Linked DNA regions of Mus musculus: regions 1 and 3 are each linked to region 2. The links are chromatin contacts, called in public HiChIP or PLAC-seq maps. All regions are on one chromosome and are shown on one strand. The core of a region is the stretch at or near the end of the contact, and the rest is flanking DNA. Distances in the headings are between cores, read along the strand shown.

Region 1 (3,048 bases), core at 350-2,849, 540 kb before region 2:
ATAGTCCAGCTAGCTCTGTGCCCACCATCAGGGCTGTCTTCTCTGTAGCCACCTCAGCTGCTACTCTTCTTCATCGATCTCTTGTGGCTACTGTGGGCCATTTTATTGACCGCTCACTGTCTAAATAAGGAGAAACATAAAGGCCAACTACGAAGAAAGCAGGCCCCGTCCATCATGTCCAGCTCAGGCTAGCCTACCCTCACTGGTGCCACCCACGGGCAGGGTCTAAAGATCGGGGTCTGGCTAGAGGGAGCTCACAGGGGTTCCCAGGCTGCTTGGGTTGGTCCACACTCCAAGCCCCAGTAGTGCTATCCTTACAGAAAGCCGAACTCATCAGGACAGCTTGTCCTCTCCACTCCATGCTCCCAGAAGGACCAGGGCTTACCTTACTTGTTGAAGAAGCAGAAAAGAAGTGTCAAGCTAGTAGCAGGCTGTCTAAATGCCACTAGGCTTTTGACCTTGGGCAAGTCTTTCACCTCCATGGGCCTCAAGGCCTGTGCCAGTTGTCCCTTTTGCTAGGAAAACCATTCCCAGACACCCATGCAACTCTACTGTGTCCCTGTTATCATTGTATTTAAAATGACACCCCTTGTGCTTCCTTCTAGTTCTTCAAAGCACTTACCTTTTGGCCTCATTACCAGTCTCCTCTCGAATGAAAAAAGTTCCATAAGAGCAGGGATTTTTGCCTATTTTATTCATAGCCATGTCCCCATTGCCCAGAACAATAAATATTTATTAAATGAATCATGCTCCAAATGTCACATTAACCCTGTGAAACTAAATCCAGACTAAGAAGTCAGCTGATAAGATACAAGGTATTTGGGCGGACTGAGAGGCATAAACTAGGTAGGGCCACAGGTCTGCTTCATACATTAAACACAGACCTGTTCTTAAGGACGGACGAAGAGTCTACTTCGGAGGTCTGTAGTCAGATGGGGGTTGGAGGCAGCTGTACACACTGGTCCCAAGCAAAGTGGGGGGAGAAGGAGCCAGAGCAGGGCAGCCTTTGCTTTAAGAGGTTACAGGTCAGAAATGTACAGTAGGGATGTTTTTCATTTGCAAAAAATGTTACCAGGGCTGGCAAGATATAATGGCTTAGTGATCAACTTCCATCCCTGAAACCCACAGTAGGGAGCACTAGCTCCTGGAAGTTGTCCTTACACACACACACACACACACACACACACACACACACACACAGACCAAAAAAAAAAGTTAGCAACCAAGTCTCAAGGGTTTTTATTGTTGTTATTTAAAGCAGGGCAAAGTTCAAAAGGACCATCTGTGGGTTGTCACTTGACCATCAGCCCCAGGTGTCAAAGACTGACAAAGTGGACACACACACACCCATGCACTTTAGCTCTTAGCTTCTTGGGCTGGGGACTTGGGTATTCAATGCAACAAGGAGTACCTAGATGTTCTCTGGCTCCAGAGCAGCAGGCCTTGGTAGGTAGGTAGCATCATGGCCCAGGCAAACCCTGAAGTAAAAGGTGAGAGGCCTGGGTGCAGGAAAGAGCTCAAGAGCTAGAGGTAGGAGTGTGGCATGAGCTCAGCTTGTAGAGGTGGTGTAGGAGGTGCCCTGTAACATTCCACAAGAGATAGGTAAGGCCCCACCCCTCCCCCCTCCTGGGACCCCTGCCAAGCTCCCATGTGGGGTTCATGACAGCAGTAATTACATAATTAATGGTACAATGAGCTGCCTCCTAAGGATAAGAGCCTGAAGGTAGGGACTTCAGTGTTTGCTCTTAAGCTCCAAAGCCCTACTCTGGCCCCAGAGTTGCCCCTATAAAAATTGCTCTGATGGTGACCAAGTGGGACAGAGGGACACTACTGGCTTTGTGCTTATCACAGTATTTATTCTTTATCACAGCCTCAGAGGGTGAAGGCCACAGAGCAGTTTCATGAGTGGGTGAGGGAGTTGGTGGGCAGAACAAAAACTATCTAACTAGGACCTGCACTCTTTCCTGCAGCCTTTCCTGTTGGTGTCCACTGACTCTTGAGCCCAGCTTGGCTCAGCCAAGCGTCCAGGTGGAGAGCAAGCAGAGCGCAGAGCTGAGGCTCCAGGGGATGTGTGTAGCTTAAGTCGCAGTGAACTGCCAAGGCGTCGCTGAAGGCCACCCAGGGGCAGGAAGAGGGAAAATGATGAAGGAAGCAAGTGGCTGCCCTCTGGAAGCTTCCAGAACAAACTCCCTCCTACAGTGGCTACTGCCTACCTACCTACCGTGGTCCAGTTCTGAGTTTGGCTGCTAGAGCCAGTGGTCTGGGTACCCAGGTGCTTTCAAAGCAGCTCTTCCTGTGTGCTCATGGGGACTCTAGGTCTGCTCTCGCAGTGGTAGCAGCAGAGGGTCTCTGGCTCATCACAGACAGTCCTGTCTGCAACCTCCTCGGAAGACAGCTTGGCATGGAAAAGCAACCAGCCCCAGGAACTGGGCACATTCTCCCTCAACACTCCAATCCCAAACCCGAAGAAATCAATGAAAATCCAGAGAGAGAGTCAGTAAGTTGTCCACCAGGCTCAGCAGTTACGTGCCCCAAATGCCTCTCTGTCACACAGAAACAGAGAACATGGCTTTCCTACTGTATAGCCCAGCAGGGAAAGATCTTGCTGCTTCCAGGAGTCTGGGTAGAACCTCCCCTGCTGCCTGCCCCAAGGGCTTCTCACTGCAGCAAGCTGACAGCCCAGGAGGTGCAGCCCTGGCCCCTTCTCAGTGCGGGTTCCATATGGGGGAGCAGGGCACTGAAGCCCCTCCTGCACCCGCCCCCAGGGGAGGAAGCCGCCTGTCAGGCCGCCTCGGCGTGTCAAATCCTCTTGCTGCCTAATTGTGAGACGGCGGCGTTTAAAGAAACGCTTTTCTGGCCGCCTGCCACACCGCAAACTGCTTGGTATAATTTTATTATTAAGGAGAGAGAAAAAGAGAAGGGGCTGGAGGAGAGAGAAAGGGGAGAGCAGAGGAAATTGCTTCGTCCAAGTCAGCTGGTGGAGTATTCCGCTCAACGTGAAAGCGGGGACAGCTTTCCAGTTGGCAAGCTGACTCCGTTAATTGCGCA
Region 2 (3,229 bases), core at 382-2,881:
CACACATACACATTGTTGAGAAGATAAGGTTTTACTCTGTAGCTCTGGCTACTTTGGAATTTATCATGTGGACCAGACTGGCCTCCAACTCAGAGATCTGCCTGTCTCTGTTTCCTCCTGAGTGCTGGGATTAAAGGCATGCACCACCACCACCCGACCAGATTTCATATTTTAATGTTAGCAAATACATTTTAAAATACATGTTGAAAGAAGCCAGGCATGTGGCTTATCCCTGTAACTGAGCACTCGGGATGCTGATGTTGGAGAGATGCACGGGGTAAAATCAGCCTGGGTAGGAAGATGAGATCTTGTCTGAAAAAAAAAAATAAAAATTAATAAAAAGTGGAAATAAACATCGAAAGAGACAGTGCATAGCAAGACATTAAAGGGAGATAATGAGTTGCTGTCCCACAAAAGGGAGAGATGGCCCTAGTATTAAAGAAAAAAAAAAAGAGTCCATAGTATTTTTTCCCAACTTCCTGTTCCATATAAACAGAAACATTTCCCAAGCCTTGGTCTACAAGGCTACATTCTGTGTGATGCCTTCTTGTCTATATTCCCAGAAGGCCAATGCTCAGCAAAAGTACGAGATGTTTCCTGAGAGCAAAAGGGTCTGGCCACACCCCACTTAGCCTAACCTGTATCCCCAGCCACTGTAGCCAACCACAGATGACCTGCCGCAAACACTAAAGAGGAACTTCCTCCCTCCCATGCTAACCACTGGGATGGGTGCCTGAGTCACTTCCTGCTTGAAAGATAGATAGCGTGGTGCATACCCCAAAGCTCAGAGATTAAACATGTTTGGGAGCTATGGTGTGGGCTAGCTTGTCACCTCCGTTTAGCCACTGATGGCCAGTGATTTACATTCAGTATTCTGTTCAGTCTTCCAAACAGATTCAAAAGGGGACTGAGAGTCATACCTACCTAAGGTGGAGCTCAGAGACGCAAAACACTGACCAAAGGTCCCAAGACCTGAACTTGAACATGTTCTACAACTGCTGCTACACCCTCCTGGTAAACCTGACAAAATAATCTTGGACTGTGAAGCTTTCTGTGACCCAGAGCCACCACATTTCCCTGACCTGTGAGGCTATCTGGAAGGGACCTATTGTTTCTCCTATCCCCTGTGGACTTTCCCCTGCTGTTACCTGTGACAAAGCCTTCGTTATGCCACGCTGACAGCATTTGGAGCACTGCAACTATAATACAACGTTGGCCTAGAGAAGAAGCCATTTCAGACTCCTTTGTGGGCTGCAGATGAGGAGAACGGCTGGCTCACATCATTTACTAACTGGGTCATGCCAGCCCTTGACCATGCTCCCAAAGGCCCTGCCTGGCACCGTGTCAGCCAGTCCTGTCTGTGCCTCGGGTTTATGAGGAGGTATTCCCTCCTCGATAACAATGTTCAGAAGGAGCTAAGTCGGGGCGGGTGGGCAGACCCAGAATCCCCGCCTACAAGAGTGGCATTTTCCCCTTAAGTCCTTGCAGAATGAGTCTATGTGGCTTCCCTACTATGGCTTGGGTACTTGTGGCATTGTTGAAATGCCAAGCAGGGCTGGCACCCCTGCTTCCAGTAGCCCAACAGCCACTGCCCTCTTGGCAGCCCTGAGCTATGTGCTGAGCAGGTGGCCCTTCCCACTCAATCTGAGTCCAAGAATGTTGTCATCCGGTTGCCCAGGGCCTTTATCAGTGTAGCCTTTCTTACGGTGGCTGGGACAAAGGGTGTGGGTGTCCTCAGGACTCTGGGGGATTCTGGGAATGTATCTTTGCCTCCCCAAAATTCCAGCTGTCCTAGCTGTATGGAATTCTCATCCATCTTGCTGAAGAGATTTGAGACCTGTAGTGGGGGCAGGATACAGTTCAGTTCCTAAGTGTTTTGTTAGACTTACTTAGAGTCTTCTTACCATTTCTGAGTCATGCAATGAGAAGAAAGTTCTAGATTACTACTCAGACGCCTAAGAGCTGGGTATACAGCATCAAGAGATAGAGCGGCTTGGTAAGAGGACTGTGTCCTTCAAGCCTCAACCCTTTCTGACAAAGGTACCTTGTTGGAAAGCAGACCTGTTTTTACAAAGATTCAATCAATTAATCAATAAATTTAAAAAATTTTTAAATGTATTTCTACAAGGAAACTAGTGATATTCAAATGTTGGCGATGAATTCAATTTTTAAAAAAATTGAAATTGTCTGCCAGATTCAGCACATGTGCTGACCAGATGCAGGCTGGGGATCACTACGTTATGGCCCTGGCTCTCAGCCTGACTCTACAAAAGGGTACAGCCAGCCCACATCTGAACCTAGGAACCACAGCCCCTCATCTAGTGGTGGTGCAGCCTCGGGCTGGAGGTGACAGAACATGGGTAAGCAGTTGAGGTCAGGCTTTGGCCTCCACTTGCCCAGACTTGTTAGTGAGAACTCCAAGGACTGTCTAGTTTCAGTGTAGGAACACCCACAGTGGTTAAACAAGCCAGCCGGGGAGCAGGAGGAAGGAGCTGAGATCAGAGCAAGGAGTCCGCCCCAAGTCATGCCAAACAGCCTGGGAGCAGGGTACACGCAGAGATAGATGGACAGTGGACGTAGCTCAGCCCCGTTTGTTCTGCCTCTCACGCTTTAATGCTACAAAGTCTTACCATCATCAGCTCATGTCTGGAGTCAGAGAGACCTGGAGGTAGGGAGTGACCAAACACTGCAGTCCTTAAGTGTTTGGGGGACTGGTTGGAGGGCCTATGCAGACGCTCAAACTTACAGACGCTCAAGGCCCGATGCACATGCTCTCCCGGACTTCAAAGTTTGCCTAGATTGCACATAGCACCCAGCACAATGTAATCGTGCAAATCGCTATATTATTTAGGATGTAATGACATAAAAAAAAAGTCTGTTATATTTCACACAGACATGGTTTGAGGAGAATTTTTCCTCTTTTTCTCCCTCCTCTCACCCCCTTTCCTTCCTGTTTATAGATACAATGCATCATGTATTCAGGCTAGCCTGGAGCTCACATGTGGCAGAGAATGAATAGCCTCCCCACCCCACCCCAGCCCCTACACGCCCTGTCAATCGCCCCTCCCCCCAAGCTCCTGATTTTCTTGCCTCATGAACACTGGGTCATAGGTATCTATCATCATGCAGTTTTGATCACTAGTACTAGAGATGGAGCCCAGGACTTCATCCATGCTGGGGCAAGCACTCTGCCAAATGAGCTGTGTCCTCAGACTCTTTTTGCCTTTTT
Region 3 (3,469 bases), core at 435-2,934, 680 kb before region 2:
CTGCAGGCTGCAGGCAGAGAGAAAGAGACACTGGGCCTGGAGTGGATTTTTGAAACCTCCGAGTCCACCGCAGTGTCACACCTCCTCCAGCATGGCTCCACCTCCTAATCCTTCCCAAACATTTCATCAACTCAGGATCAAACATTCAAGTATATGGGCCTCTGGGGGCCATTCTCAGTCAAACCACCACAGTTTCTAAGTTGAACTTAATTATTCTGAGGGCCTGTTTCTCATGGTACCTATCCTTGAGCTAAGCACCAGAAAATCTCAGTAAGTACCAGTAATAAAGAATGTTACTCAGCTGCAGTACATCTGACAAGTAGAGTACTTGTCTAGTGGGCCAGGACCCGGGTTCTGTCTCTCACAGCACAAGATGATGATGATGACAACGATAAAAATAATGACAAGAACAACAAATCCCAAATGGTAATTAGAGAATGCTTGCCCTTCATTAGACTTGTTCACTGATTGGGTACTGTGAATGGTTCTCCCTGGAAAAGGGATGAAGTCATGCCTTAGATCTGTGCCCTTTCCGTTACTCAGAAGTCCAAGCTTTAGTTGTAGATTTGACATTGGCTTGTGCCCTGATATGAGGAGCACTGAAGGATGTCAGGCAGCCTGGATGCATCTTGTAGCTGCCACTGTGCAGGAGGTGAGGAGGAGAGGCCTTGAGCTTGAGAATTCTCTCCAGCTGTCCAAGCAAACCGACAGCTTTTTGTCTGGAATTAGTCTCAGCACCAAAGTGAACAATGCTAGAGAGGGACCTTCAGACCAGATAAGGTTGCCTCACTGCAAGTCCTGGGAAAGGGCTAGCTCAGATGGAAGCTGCATACCAGGAGACTAGCTGCTTACCAAGACCTTAATGTGACTGTTTTCATCCTGTTACTGAGAAACTGTGTTATAGCTCATAAGCAAAGGGTTCTGGCCTGGAAGCCAGGCAGAGAAGGGTGCATGCTTGTGTGTGTGTGTGTGTGTGTGTGTGTGTGTGTGTGTGTGTGTTGAATATGTGTATGTATGTGTGTGTGAAAGTATGTGTGTGTGTATATATATGTGTGTGTTTGTGTGTGTATTGGGAGTAGTCACATAATTTCTCTGGGTCTCATCTTCCTGTGTGAGAAAAGTGACAGTAAAAAGTTTCTACCTTAGTCTTCTGGTAAAGATTACATAAAGTAAGAGATGAGACATGTAGGAATTTAAAGAATTTAGTCAAGGAGGCTAGAGAGATAGCTTAGCCATTACTTCTGGCTCTACAGACACATGTGCTGTCTATATACACAGACACATTCAATATACATAAAGAAAAAGGAGGATTGTTTAAAAAGATCCAGTCATGGTCTGTTGATGTTGATTTATGGCTCCTGAAATTTGTCCCTGTGTGTTTATGTGTGTAGGCATGAAAGTGGAGTCTGGAGAGGTCTGCAGCGTCCTGAGTCCCATGATCTCTTCTGGACTACACTATCACATTTTGAATGTCTGTCTTAGCCTTCTTTGTTGCCTCTCCTGTTAGTCATTTATTGCATAGAGCATGCTAGTCAGGGACAGGATTGTTGTCAGCCCAATGAGGAATGCAGCTTCGGGCTGCTCCAGTGAAATCAAAGACCCCAGTGTCTCAGAGGTAGAAGTGCAATGGGTTGCCAAGGGCAGCATCATCCCTTCTAGGGCATTCTGCCAGGTGGCTTCCAGCCCAGCTTTGTGTATTCCAGGGATGAGAGCTGCTCACTGCCCACAGCACACCCCCTACTGCTCTCTTCTCAAGAGAGGGGCTTTCGTAATTTTATCTGAAGCCTGTCTCCTCATTTCACTCTGCCAGCGGTTGGTGCTCTTCCCTTTGTACTGTGAGCATGAAGGACAGCAGAGGGGAGTGCTCTTGACAGTGTAGCTGGAGCAAGCCTCCCAGAGCCGACCTGCAGTGTAGTGAAGCCTAGCCAACCATGTGGCACTCACTGCCTTTGTGTGAAGTCAGCAGCAGAGACGTTTCTGAACGTGGCAGAAAGGAGTGCAGTTATCTATTAAACAGTGTCAGATTCAGGAGGGCTGGTGTGACATGCAGGAGGCTATTGCAGGAGCTCTGCAGCCTTCCTACTGCCCCTCACCGAATAGCTCTCTCTGATGTCCTTTGTTAAGTCCCTGCATGGGAACACTGCATTATTTAGTGCCATTTATCCTGGCTCTTTCTCATTCCCACAGTCCACAGGAAGAGACTGTAACATATGGGCTGTGTGTCAGTACTGGGCAGTCTGTCAGCCTTAGAAAGCTGTTAGGGAGCCGAGGGCTGCTAATGTCAGTGGGTAGTTCAGAGCCTTAAGACATAGAGTTCTTAATCACCAGGAAGGACTCTCCCCTGTAATGACACAGACAAGCAGGAAAGAACCTTCGCTTCATCTGGCTGGGTGCACTTGCACCCATCCATACTTACCGGATCCCCCTGATCTGAGCACGGGGCGACCAGATGTGAAGCGCTGAATGCAGCAGTATATTCATCAGGGTGGATATTAATGCCCTGGGCTTCCGTTTCCATTTCTTAACAAAGATAGAAGTAAAACTGTTCTTATAGTAGAGTGGTTAGTACGGACATGCATTTGCTTTGGGATGAGAAGTCATGTTGAATGACCCGTGTTGGGCAGCCCGATTACTCTGAAAGCAGCTCTCTCTCTTATTCTTTAAAGCTCTAAGGACAAAGAGTCTCTGCCTTCCTTTTTGCCCCTTGGCTTTTGTTACAAATGATGTAGGACAGGGAGCTGACAAGGACATCATGGGAGGTCAGAGCAATTCTGACTCCTCACAGTAGGGGGCAACTTTAGACAAAATGGAAGATTTGAGGAGTTGAGACCCCCACCTGACTCCTATTTATTTACTTATATTTTTAAGATGGGGTTTCCCTTGTAGCTCTGGCTGTCCTGGAACTTGCTCTGTAGACCAGGCTGGCTCAAACTCAGAGATCTGCCTGCCTCTGTCTCCCCACTTGTGTGCCACCACCACCTGGGTGGACTCTTTTTTTTTGAGACAAGGTTTCACTGTGTAGCCTGTAGCCCTGATAACCTATATATATGAGATATATATATGAGAGATAGTATATATGTTTTGAATATATATGTTTGAATATATATGTTTTATTCTTTGGGAATTTCATATATATATATATATGTATATATATATATATATATATATATATATATATATATATATATATATACATACACACACACACATGCACAAACACACACATATATATGTGTGTGTGTCACAAACTGTCACAGTCCAGTTTGTGCTGCCCATACAGTCATGGGTGTGGACAGTCATGGGTGTGGACAGTCATGGATGTGGGGCCATCCACTGGAACACTGAGAAAAGGCCACACCCTTAGAAGAAGTGACTCTCCCTCTCACTGCCATTCTCTGTCAGTAGCTCTTCAGCCAGGGGTGGGGGCTTGTTGGGAGCACCCCCATGGTGAAAAGTTGTGCATGTCTTA

What was found. HiChIP or PLAC-seq counts read pairs in DNA pulled down with a chosen protein or histone mark.
Region 1: a FOXA1 HiChIP or PLAC-seq map of pancreatic cancer cells shows a contact between it and region 2. The contact joins two enhancer-like sites. A contact is called at or near these places in 2 of 115 datasets of contacts at active chromatin or transcription factors (embryonic stem cells and pancreatic cancer cells).
Region 3: a FOXA1 HiChIP or PLAC-seq map of pancreatic cancer cells shows a contact between it and region 2. The contact joins two enhancer-like sites. A contact is called at or near these places in 2 of 115 datasets of contacts at active chromatin or transcription factors (large pre-B cells and pancreatic cancer cells).

The regions. Positions count from the first base shown.
Region 1 is chr11:60,177,257-60,180,304 of GRCm38.p6, reverse strand. All of the region lies in intron 2 of Rai1 (retinoic acid induced 1), which reads right to left. Among named protein-coding and RNA genes, the nearest start is that of Mir6921, 22 kb to the left of the region's middle. Within about 2 kb of position 1,599, at least 17 of the 459 cell types and tissues checked have an H3K27ac peak or open chromatin away from gene starts, as enhancers often do. A contact at or near this core is called in pancreatic cancer cells, where this site is marked.
Region 2 is chr11:59,634,668-59,637,896 of GRCm38.p6, reverse strand. It overlaps Gm33998 (a long non-coding RNA gene), which reads left to right. Exons shown (of 3, transcript XR_388694.3): 3 at 883-2,855. Among named protein-coding and RNA genes, the nearest start is that of Gm33998, 7.1 kb to the left of the region's middle. Within about 2 kb of position 1,631, at least 130 of the 459 cell types and tissues checked have an H3K27ac peak or open chromatin away from gene starts, as enhancers often do. A contact at or near this core is called in pancreatic cancer cells, where this site is marked.
Region 3 is chr11:60,309,921-60,313,389 of GRCm38.p6, reverse strand. All of the region lies in intron 1 of Tom1l2 (target of myb1-like 2 (chicken)), which reads left to right. Among named protein-coding and RNA genes, the nearest start is that of Tom1l2, 41 kb to the left of the region's middle. Within about 2 kb of position 1,684, at least 158 of the 459 cell types and tissues checked have an H3K27ac peak or open chromatin away from gene starts, as enhancers often do. A contact at or near this core is called in pancreatic cancer cells, where this site is marked.